Regions from separate parts of the Mus musculus genome. Here all the other regions are linked to region 3. The links are chromatin contacts, called in public HiChIP or PLAC-seq and promoter capture Hi-C maps. All regions are on one chromosome and are shown on one strand. The core of a region is the stretch at or near the end of the contact, and the rest is flanking DNA. Distances in the headings are between cores, read along the strand shown. Region 1 holds the start of Gatd1 (glutamine amidotransferase like class 1 domain containing 1). Region 2 holds the start of Kcnq1ot1 (KCNQ1 overlapping transcript 1). Region 3 holds the start of Ctsd (cathepsin D).

The links. Promoter capture Hi-C pulls out the DNA fragments that hold promoters and counts their contacts. HiChIP or PLAC-seq counts read pairs in DNA pulled down with a chosen protein or histone mark.
Region 1: a promoter capture Hi-C map of pre-B cells shows a contact between it and region 3, with 2.5 times the contacts expected there. The contact joins the promoter of Gatd1 here to the promoter of Ctsd in region 3. A contact is called at or near these places in 1 of 39 promoter capture datasets (pre-B cells) and 1 of 115 datasets of contacts at active chromatin or transcription factors (pancreatic cancer cells).
Region 2: an H3K27ac HiChIP or PLAC-seq map of embryonic stem cells shows a contact between it and region 3, with 3 times the contacts expected there. The contact joins the promoter of Kcnq1ot1 here to the promoter of Ctsd in region 3.

Annotation. Positions count from the first base shown.
Region 1 is chr7:141,412,081-141,415,794 of GRCm38.p6, reverse strand. Gatd1 (glutamine amidotransferase like class 1 domain containing 1) reads left to right here and starts at 1,670. Exons shown (of 8, transcript NM_172116.4): 1 at 1,670-1,793. The coding sequence starts at 1,730.
Region 2 is chr7:143,294,784-143,298,331 of GRCm38.p6, reverse strand. Kcnq1ot1 (KCNQ1 overlapping transcript 1) reads left to right here and starts at 1,785. Exons shown (of 1, transcript NR_001461.5): 1 at 1,785-3,548. The region is part of intron 11 of Kcnq1 (potassium voltage-gated channel, subfamily Q, member 1); the gene reads right to left.
Region 3 is chr7:142,386,577-142,389,757 of GRCm38.p6, reverse strand. It overlaps Ctsd (cathepsin D), which reads left to right and starts at 1,931. Exons shown (of 9, transcript NM_009983.3): 1 at 1,931-2,021. The coding sequence starts at 1,954.

The DNA.
Region 1 (3,714 bases), core at 421-2,920, 970 kb after region 3:
CTGGGTAGCCCTGGTTGTCCTGGAACTCCCTTTGTAGACCAGGCTGGCCTTGAACTCAGAGATCCACCTGCCCTGTCTCTGAGTGCTGGGATTAAAGGCACAGGCTACTACACCCAGCAAATATTAGTCTTTTCTATCAAAATATTATAAAACCTGTGTTTAGAATGAAGAGTCCAAGCCGGGCGTGGTGGCGCACGCCTTTAATCCCAGCACTCAGGAGGCAGAGGCAGGCAGATTTCTGAGTTCGAGGCCAGCCTGGTCTACAAAGTGAGTTCCAGGACAGCCAGGACTACACAGAGAAACCCTGTCTCAAAAACACAAAAAAAAAAAAAAAAAAAAAAGAATGAAGAATCCAAATATTTTTATCTCCTTCACCTTGTAAGACTTTTATGCAAATGTTTAATCCTTTCCACCTAGTAAAAGCTTTGTTTACCCAAAGGTGTATTTCTCTATACTAGCCTGGAACAGTGATTCTCCTTCAGTCAGGGACTGCTTTCCCCTCCTCCATTTCTTGTATGTTGAGTCTTTCCCGACTAGTTAATAAGATTGTGAGGTCGGACTCCAGTCAGTGGGCAAAAGAAACAGCCACCACCTGAGTTAAAACAAAATCAAATGCTCTTCCTGTCTTGGGGTGCTGTTCACCATTTTCTCCAGCACACTCTTCCTCAAGGGTAAAATTTGCCCTGTCTATACATTTCCCTGGAATGGTAGTCTCTTTACAAAATTATATCTAATACCTGGGCGTTGAATTCAATATAAATACTTTTCTCCACAAGACTCAAGCTTACTGCTGGCTCTGCCACTTCTGGTGCCTTAATGTTACTCTGGAGGCAGCACAAAGGTGGAACTGTGTGAGTATGTGGACACTAGCCAATCTGACCCCTTCAATTTCAGGGTTTCATGTCAATAGATGGGGATTTAATAAGGATGGCTAGTCAAGCTTGTGGCTTGTGAATCTTCAAAAGTCGCCACTCAGACAACACACAATCCTGGGCTCCAGGTTCCTTTTCCTAAGCCCCAGCAGGAGTCCCACAGAAGTAAATCGCTTTAGATACAGGTTGGCCTCCCCAATCTGGTCTTTTCCTCAGGAAACTCAACAGAACCTCCAGAGGCGTCCACAGCTCAGGAAGTGACATTCCATCCTCTATAGGAACATACAAAACTCAACCGACCCAGGTATCTTCTGGATCTTCACAAACCGGCAGAGGAAGACCCGCCCACATACGACCCAACTCTGTGCCCCTCACCCTGTCCGCCCGACCGGTCATCGCTCCCTGACACACTTAGCCAGGCTCAACTTTCGGGCAAAGGCCCAAGGCGTAGTAGCTCTGTGGTAGACTCGGACTCGGAAACATCTACCCGGCCCACTGGGTTTAATTGATGTGCCCTAGGGCCACAAGTCTGTACCGGTGGCTTCCAATCAGGAAACGACCACTCAGGGACCCAGGGCGTATCCTCCCCCGCCTCCGCCTCCAACCCCCGCCCCGCTCCGCCCCGCTCCGCCCCCGCTCAGTCCCCGCCCCTCGCATGCTTGCCACTCAACCACTACCCCATGCGCATGCGCAAACTGCCCCCATCTTCACTCAATTTCCGCGTTGTTTCTCCCACCCCACCTTGCACCCTGCCGGCGAGCCCCGCCCTTCGTGCCTCACGCATGCGCATTCCGCTCTCTGCAGGCGAGCCCCGCCCCGCCCCATCCCTCGCACAAATATCCGCCTGGGCTGTAGCCATGGCGTCCGAGCGGCTGCCAAGCAGGCCTGCGTGTCTCCTGGTGGCCAGCGGCGCTTCCGAAGGTGAGGCGCGCAGGGCAGCTGTGTAGCTCACTGGCCTGCAGTCCTGACTCTGGGCAAACGTTTGTGTTTGTGGAGTTGAGATTCTGGGACCCTGCATCTGTTTCTCTGGCGCAGGCCTACTATGTTGTCTGCGCTGGCAGACAGGGACGGTCAGCGGCTGCAGAGATGACCCTGCCCCCGAGTGAGCCGCAGGGGCTTGGTACTCTCTCTGCCCGTGTTTTCTGCCTCTCTGTTACCCCCTATCTTGGGTTTATCTTCGTGCACCTCCAGGAAGCGATCCTGAAAGAGGTTGCTCGAAAGAGCTGCATAAAAGGGACCCTCACGCAGAAGGGGTCTGTTGGCTTCATGTTCCAACTGCCCGGTGTGTGTCAGGGGCGCTGGGCAGATGATTACTTCACGGGTCCTTAGGGAACCGACTGGCCCGAGATAGTCTCTGTGGGGAGGTGGAGCCCAGGGCTGCGGCCCGGGGTTTCCCTCTGGATTCCTATAGACCTCTGCAAGTGGGTGTGAGCGCGAGGGTACGTCGGGATCTTGGACTGATGAATTTCTGGGTTCCACACTGAAGCGTCCCAGGTGAGGGTGGGAGGGGCCTGAGGGTGCTGCTCCTCCCTGGAATAGAGGTAAAAGAGAATCTACAGCAGCTCCTAGGTAGGCCTTCCTTGAGAGTCGGAAAGTGAGGGATTGAGAAGCTAAAAATTATCTTTAATCCCAGCACTCAGGAGGCAGAGGCAGATGGATCTCCAGGAGTTTGAGCCCGTCTGGAACTTATATAGCAAGTTCCAGGCTAGCAGGAGTACACAGTGAGGTCTGACTCAAAATATTAACCAAAACAAAATCCACAAGCCAAAAGCCTAGTGTCAGAGTTGGAGGCAGGAGGATAGAGAGGGCAATGGCTACATGAGATGCTGTCTTTAAAAAAATGCTAGGGGGCTGGTGAGAAGGCTCAGCGGATAAGAACACTGACTGCTCTTCCGAAGGTCCTGAGTTCAAATCCCAACAACCTCACAACCATCCTTAACAAGATCTGACTCCCTCTTCTGGAGTGTCTTAAGACCCACAGGGTGTCTTAAGACCAGGATGGGAGAGAGCAACCATTTGGTCTGAAGACAGCTACAATGTACTTATTTATAATAACAAATAAACCTTTGGACTGGAGTGAGCAGAGGTCCTAAATTCAATTCTCAACAACCAGATGAAGGCTCACAACCATCTGTACAGCTTCAGTGTGTACTCATATACATAAAGTAAATAAATAAATCTTTTAAAAAGTGCTAGGATCAAAGGTGTGCATAAAGGTGTGCATTACCACACCTGGGGGCTAGAGTCTTTTGAATTAGGCAAGCTTCGTTCCTTTTTGAAGGACTTTTTTGTTGTTGTTGGTTTTTTTGAGACAGGGTTTCTCTGTGTAGCCCTGGCTGTCCTGGAACTCACTCTGTAGACCAGGCTGGCCTTGAACTCAGAAATCTGCCTGCCTCTGCCTCTGAGTGCTGGGATTAAAGGTGTGTGCCACTTTTGATGGGCAGAAGAGGGCTGAGAATACCATGGTGGGGCAGAATCTTACCCATGTCCTGGGTGTGGGAGTGCCCCAGACACCACTCTCCTCTCCTGCTGCGTTTACCTCTGTGACATGTTCACTGCTGCTCTTCCCAGGTTATGGGGACCTTGGATCCTGGTGGATCTCTAAGGGGATGCACCAGACATTTACCTGTTTGGAAGTACCTATAGTGGGAAAGGGTAGGATGCAGCCAAGGGTGTAATGGTGTTGGTGGACAGTTAAGGTGACCTGGGGGCCTGAAGGTAGAGTTATTAGGTCAAGTGGAGAGCCTGTCCAGGGAGGTTTCAGAACCACTGGAGCACCTGCAGGTCTTTCAGGGTCCAGTGACCAAAGCTGGGTAAAATAATAGACTTGCTGTGGACCTCT
Region 2 (3,548 bases), core at 536-3,035, 910 kb before region 3:
TCAGAGCCCCATGGCCCCTTCACATTCTCTTGGTGCCTGGCTTAGCAGCTTCATGGGGTTCAGCAGCAGCATCTCTAGTAGACAGATGGGAAACAAGACAGAGAGGGTTCCCTGATCTCAGCCAAGGGGAGCAGATAACCACGTTTACCATGTGGCCCTGATGCCCCTCTTAGAGGTCAATTGGAAGGCTGGCAATGGCAGGAAGCAGGTGCCTAGTCACTTATGCTGGGGAAGTGGAAGGGGCCATTTGTGGCAAAAGATCCCAGGCTTCACTTCCAAGATGCAAGCTCAAAGCTAATATGATGAATTTAAAGATGGTGACAGGTTCTTGAGGGACCCCATTAACTGCACATCTGCTCTGGGATAGGCAGAAAAGAAAACCACCCATCAGGTAGGAGGGTAGGACTGGCCCTTTGAATCAAATGCAGCATGTTCCAGACGGGCCCAAAAGGAATTGGCAAAGCAGATGTGTGGCCTGGTAGGAGGTGGGGTACCAAGCTAGGAGTAGCTTCTGAGGGTAAAAAGGAACTGTCTGTTGCTAGAGGATGACACCAGTTTCTCTTTTCTCCAGCTAAATAACAACAGGAGAAAAAAAGAGAAAAAGAACAGAAAAGAAAAAGAAAAAGAAAAAAAACCCAAACCTAAAAACCGTGCCTTCCCCTCCTTCCCCCACATATACTCAGTCATCTTTGGCAAGAGAGCTTCCTGGCTGTTTTTGTAGACATATATTTTCAGCAAAAGCAGTTAAGATGTATGGCTTCCTTGCGTGCTTTAGATGACCACACCCTGGCCTGTTCACAGGACTGGCTCTCCCTCCCCTTCCCCTAAATCCTGTTTGAAGTCAATTCTGGGTAGGGGTGGTTTGGAGAATATACCCAGAGTTCCACATGCTAAAACTATAGTTTGCACAGAAATCTGCATTCCCCCCCCTCGCCCCAGGCTTGCTTATGAATCCTGGGCAAGTGGATTGTCCCCCAAATCTGGCATTTTGTCAAGTTTCTCCAGGCTTTAGGTCAATGCTAGATACAGGGTGGTGCGTAGACAGTGTTAGTCAAATAAATGCATGGATAAGTAAGTGGACAGAGTGGAAACGATCCTGAACACTCCAGTGACAGGGCCAGGAACCAAGAGAATCTGGAGGATGGGTCGAGTGGCTGGGGTCTAACCTCAGGACTATCATTACCTAGTTTTATAACATGGGCAGACCCAGGGCCCCCTCCTTTTCATAAGTAAGATAGCCCCAAGACTTTCCTTACTTGGTGATTAAAAAAAAAAAAACAAGCAGGGTGGCCTCCTTGTGTGCTTTAGATGACCACACCCTGGCCTGCACAGTAGGATTCCATGGGACAGCTGAGAGGGTGGATTGCTTTTTTGCATCCCAAGGTCAGGCCAGAGCCAGGGGCATACTCATCTTTGGCCATGAAACCGTTTAGGTACATTGGCTGCCTCAGGTATCTGCCCTGTACTGCATTGAGGTTGGTCTCACACTTATTCAGAGTTAAGAACCCCAGGTTCAGCTAGGAAGGGATGAGGAAGGTAGGCCTTAAGGGGTGGTGGACCCAGCAGGCTAGGTCGTACAATCCTGTACAAGCTCACCCAATCCAAATGCTGGAGACATCAGGCTGTTTCCTCTTGGCCAATAAAAATAGTCAGCACAGAGCTATCTGTATCCAGCCTATCATGAGGAAGAGCTCCCTAGTCATTATTCAGCATCTGTCCAATCAACAGTGTCGTGGCTGCCACGTCACCAAGGTCTTGGTAGGTGGCCTAGCCGTTGTCGCTAGGAGGAACAGTTGCCTCAGCACGTCTGCGCAGCTTTCCTTGCGGCGCCCCTCCGCGTGGTCTATGATGGTGCATTTTGGTCCAGTCAGGCCCGGTGTGGTCGGCCTCATTTTGGATTACTTCGGTGGGCTTCTCCTCGGCGTGGTTACGGTCTAGTACACCTTAGTGTGCTTTTCTCTGCATGGTCCTTCCCAGCGTGGCTCGTCTCAGCAGCGTGGTTTTCATCCGTGTGATCGTCCTCTGCATGGTTTTTCACGGTGAGGTCATATCAGCCAGCCACCAGCCTCAGCATATTTGTCCACAGTTCTTTTGGAGCTGCCTCTGCTCGGATCACTTGAGCACTACACCTCAGTCCCGACTAGCCATCCTCAGTGTGCTTTGCTCAACGCGATCCTCCTCAGTGTTTGTCCTGAGCCTAGACCTCCATGGTGAGGTCTTATCTTGTTTCGTCATGGTGGTCGGCGATATGGTCCGATCTGCCTCAGCAATTGGGTCACTTCCGTGTGGATCGTTTCAGCACGGATCACTCCAGCGCGGTCGGCTGCCTTGGCGCGATCCACTTGGCTTCTCAGCATTTTTTTTTAGCCTGCTGGGTTCTCTCAGTTTTTCTTCAACACGCTTCTTTTCCCTCTGTGTGATTCTACTTGGAGAGCTTTTCTGTTCAGCTTGGTTCCCAGCGCTTCTTTTTCTCGGCATGGTTCTCCTAGGTATGGTTTTTTTCTCAGCGCGGGTTTCTTCTCTGAGTCAGCACGGCACAAGTCGCAAGTCCGCGTGGCCGCGCTCATCATAGCCTCCCCCTCCTCGCGGCAAGCACTCACGGCCAGAAGCAGAGGTGATTCGTGCCGCGCTTTCGCGGCTGGGCTCCATCTTCGTTTTGCCGCAGTGGCTCCGTATTCGTTTTGCAGTTACGGCTCGGTCCTCGTTTCACGGCCGGTCCTCGTTTCACGGCCGTGGCTCAGTTCTCGTATTTTGCGTCCACGTCCCCATCTTTGTGGCCCAGGCTTACAGAAGCAGGGGTGGTCTTGAGGCCCTTTGAGCCCCGAGGTCGGTCGAGTCCCAAGGTGAGTGGCCTAGGACACCGGCTCAGGCCTTCGGATTCTAAACCCCGGGCCGAGTCAGAACGCACTGGAGCTGAAACCGAATCGGGTCTGGAGACCCCTGAGCTTTGTAGCCCGGTGTGGCCAGCACCAAGGTAGTGAGTGGAGTACGTGTTGTTATGTGGTAGCTGTTTTAATGCTGAGAGTGAGGGGCTCCGTTCGGAATGTTCGCGCATGGTGGGGGAAGGGTATCGTGGAACTGAGGCTGGGGAAGGCTGCTTATTCGGAGTTTTGAACCGAGTTGTGATCTAGCTCTTGGATCCGAGTTGGGTGTGTGTATGTGTGGGTCTACAGTGGTTCCGAGTCTAGAGTGGAGTCACGATTGGAATCGGGTAGAGATTCGGGTCTGGAGCCGACTCGGAATTCAGGTGTGGGGGATTGGGAACTTGGGGTGGAGGCCGCAGTGGTTGCAGTGGGTTCTTAACCTTCCTTGTGCTTTGACCCTTTAATACAGTTACTCATGTTGTGGTGACCTCCAACCATAAAATTAATTTCATTGCTACCTCATAACTGCAATGTTGCTACTGTTATGAGTCATTATGTAAATACCTGTGTTTTCCGATGGTCTTAGGCGATCCCTATGAAAGGGTTGTTCAAGCCTAAAGGGGTCACGACCCACACGTTGAGACCTGCAGAGTCAGAATCAGGTCTGAATTGGGGGAATAGCAG
Region 3 (3,181 bases), core at 682-3,181:
AATGGGCCCCTCTAAATCCGCCAGGGTCAATGTATGGCGCAGTTGGCAAGGGTTGAAAAGTGAGCCCTGCCTGCTAAGTGGATCCCTGGACCGAAGGTGGATGACTAACAGCAGAATTGCAGGGCCTGAACACACTGACCCTTTACTGGCTGGAGAGTATAAGAAGCAAGCCTGGTGCAAGAGGCCTGAGACAGGCAGAGAGGGAGAGTATAATCTAGTATGGTGGGAGAACTCAGGAATTCTAGACACTATGGCCCATCCCTGAGGTCTGTCAGGTGAGGGGATCAGAAAGCACACACCTGAGCTTTCATCCCTGAGCTTTCCAGGTCCAGTGGGGTAGCAGCTACAGGACTGGGTGCATCTAGGTATTCACTCACACAGACTATATGGGGAAACCCAGGGACAGAGGCAGCTAGAATTCTTTGCAGAAAATGGACTGCAGAGAGCCCCTGGAGGTCCCCATCAGTCTCTTACCCTGTGGCTTATATGAGCCACACATGAGCACAGCTGACCGCTATGTCCTGCCTCCAGTCATGCCGACACACATCTAATGGATGTCTCTATTGGCACCTGAGCACCCTGCAACACTATTTATGGCAGGGCTGGGAGAGCCAGCATGGTGCCCCAGAGGACCTTTCCCATTGCCCACCCATGGTCCAGCAATCATCTCTAGATAGCAACTCTAGGAAGCAAATGGCAACTCCAGGGCCAGACCCTGTCTCTTGGGCTACCAAAGAATAGTCTTAGATTCAAAGGAGTAGAGGGTCAGATTCCAAGATCTTAGGGCAGCTCTCGCCCTCACACCCAAGCTTTAAGCAATGTGTGGAGTGCTGACTGTGGAGGCAGGATCCAGGCTGTGGTGACCCACGTGTAGCTATTAACACTGACCCTGAGTGGAGAGCCTTGGCAGAGGTCAAGTGCCCAACTTGATGTAACTTGATGGGAATTGTAGCTTTGAACCTGGGGAACCAGAACAGCTCATGTGTCCATGTGTAGAGTGGACTTAGAGGCATCCACCTCCTCAATACAGGTAGAACATGTCCAAAAGCGCTCCCGGGATCAGACCCTGGCAAGGCTCCTCTGCGTTCCTGTCCTTGTATGGACACCACCTCTCAGAGAGGACATTCCCCTTAAATGCCTTTCTGGGCTCAGCTCTCCATGATGGAGAGCTGGACTCTGCCTCTCTCAAACAGCACCCAATTCATTTGCTGACACCAAGCAGGGCATTAAAGAGTGAAGTAGTTAAGACCCAAGTGGCGATTGCAACCCTGGTCTCATCTCACTGTACACCCTACCCCTTGTATCAATAGATGCATAGTCCAGGACTAGGCCTGCAATCAACATTGCTACATTATGGAATGTGCATGTTAGGTGTTCCAGCTTAAATAAAAAGGGTGTTGCTCTGGGGAGATGAGTAGGTAGTGGAGCTTTGAAGAGGGTGAAGTTTGCTGGTCCAAGAGTCCAGAGAGGCTCCAGGGAAATTCTCAAGGAGGAACAGAGCTGAAAGAGAAAAGGCTTAGGTTTAAGCTGGCATCCAGGAGAGGGTCAGGGCCCAATCAGACAAAGACCACATCCTGGTAGTGGGCACCCCAATTATGCAAAAAAGACAGATTAAGGGAGGGGCGGAGCTGAGGGCAGGATCCGCCCCTCTGGATGCTTCCGGGCCTGCCTGGTCTTCCTTCCCCCACGTGACCTGTATCCAGTCATTCTCCGGTCCCAGGAAAGTGGGCGGGCGCGTTCCCGAGAGCCGTGCGTAGGCCTGGAGTAGGGCACGCCTGCGCCCGGGCAGTGTTGGAGGCGGGTTCGGGTCGCCCCGCCCCTCGCCCGCGTCTCACGTGACCCGTTGAGGGCCAAACAAGCGGGTCAGCTGACTCCGCGGGACTGCGGCGTCATCCTGCCTATAAGCCGGCGACCTCTGGCTTTAAGCTTTGCTCTCTTCGGGCCGCCGCGACCATGAAGACTCCCGGCGTCTTGCTGCTCATTCTCGGCCTCCTGGCTTCGTCCTCCTTCGCGATTATCAGGTGAGGACCCGCTCTGGGTCCGGAGATGCGGGGCTCGTCACCTGGAGTGCCGCGTGCTCCGGCCGTGCTGGAATGCACCTGTGCACCCAGCGCAGCCTTCCTCAGGGTCCCACAGACTATGGGGCGAGACACTCAAAAGGCAGGGGTCTCCTGGGCCCCTCTCCACTCCTATGACTCCTATGGTCGAACAGGAGGGTACAGTAGGGTGGCCACAAGTGGGTCTGACTCCAACCTCGCCTCTGTGTGTGTGTGTGTGTGTGTGTGTGTGTGTGTGTGTGTGTGTGTAGCGGGGCGGCCGCTTCTGAGGAGAAGTGCTGCCCCATGGATAGGATTCTGTTGAACCCAGCTGTGGAAGTTGGAAAACCTAGTAGGCCCTTGCCCCCCTGAACTTCCTCAGGCCTTTCCTTTTAAGGGACCCTGTTTGACAGCTGTGCACTGGTGCATAGCCCTAGAAGTTTACTCAAAGATGATCCCCCCTGTCCTGGGTGGTGAATCTCTCCTCCTCCCTCCTGAGTTGCACAAGTCCCAGAGAGAGAAGGTATGGAGTGGCCCAGTTCAAATACCTTGGAGCTGAGGTCTACCCCACTGGGGACCAGGCCCTTCTCAGGCCCGTGGACTTGGCCTTTGTGCTAGATGAGGTCTTGGTGGTAGCCCGTGTGTTTTCCCACTCTGTGAGTCCCTGGTCGTGGCAGGTGGCTGAGGCCGTAGGCTGCGGGAGTAGAGCTGGCTCTGCCGGCTGGGCACCAGGGTTGGGTGGGAAGGAGCCCAGTCTGTAGGCTGCAAGCTGTGGGTGGGTAGCCTCAGTGGAGCCATTGTAGGGAGTGGCCTAGGCTTGATCCTGCCCTGGGCTTGCCTGCCCTGCCCTCAGGCTTCTCTTCTCTGGGAAGAGGTGTTGTGGACTCCAGGATCCCTGAGACTAGGCACCAGAAACAAAGCCACACTCTTAGGCTTGTTGGCATGTTTCCTGACCTTTGCAGGGTGTGTGCCTCCCCTAAGCCCCAGGCCAGAAGCCTGCCTCTTCCAGCCCACTACTCTTAGGCAAGACTCCTATGTCTCTCAGAGCATGCACTGTGCATGCCAGGAAAGGTCAGCTGTGACCTTGGCTACAAATCCCTGGGCAGAGAAGTTTCAACAAGTGATTACAGATCAGCTCTCCTTGG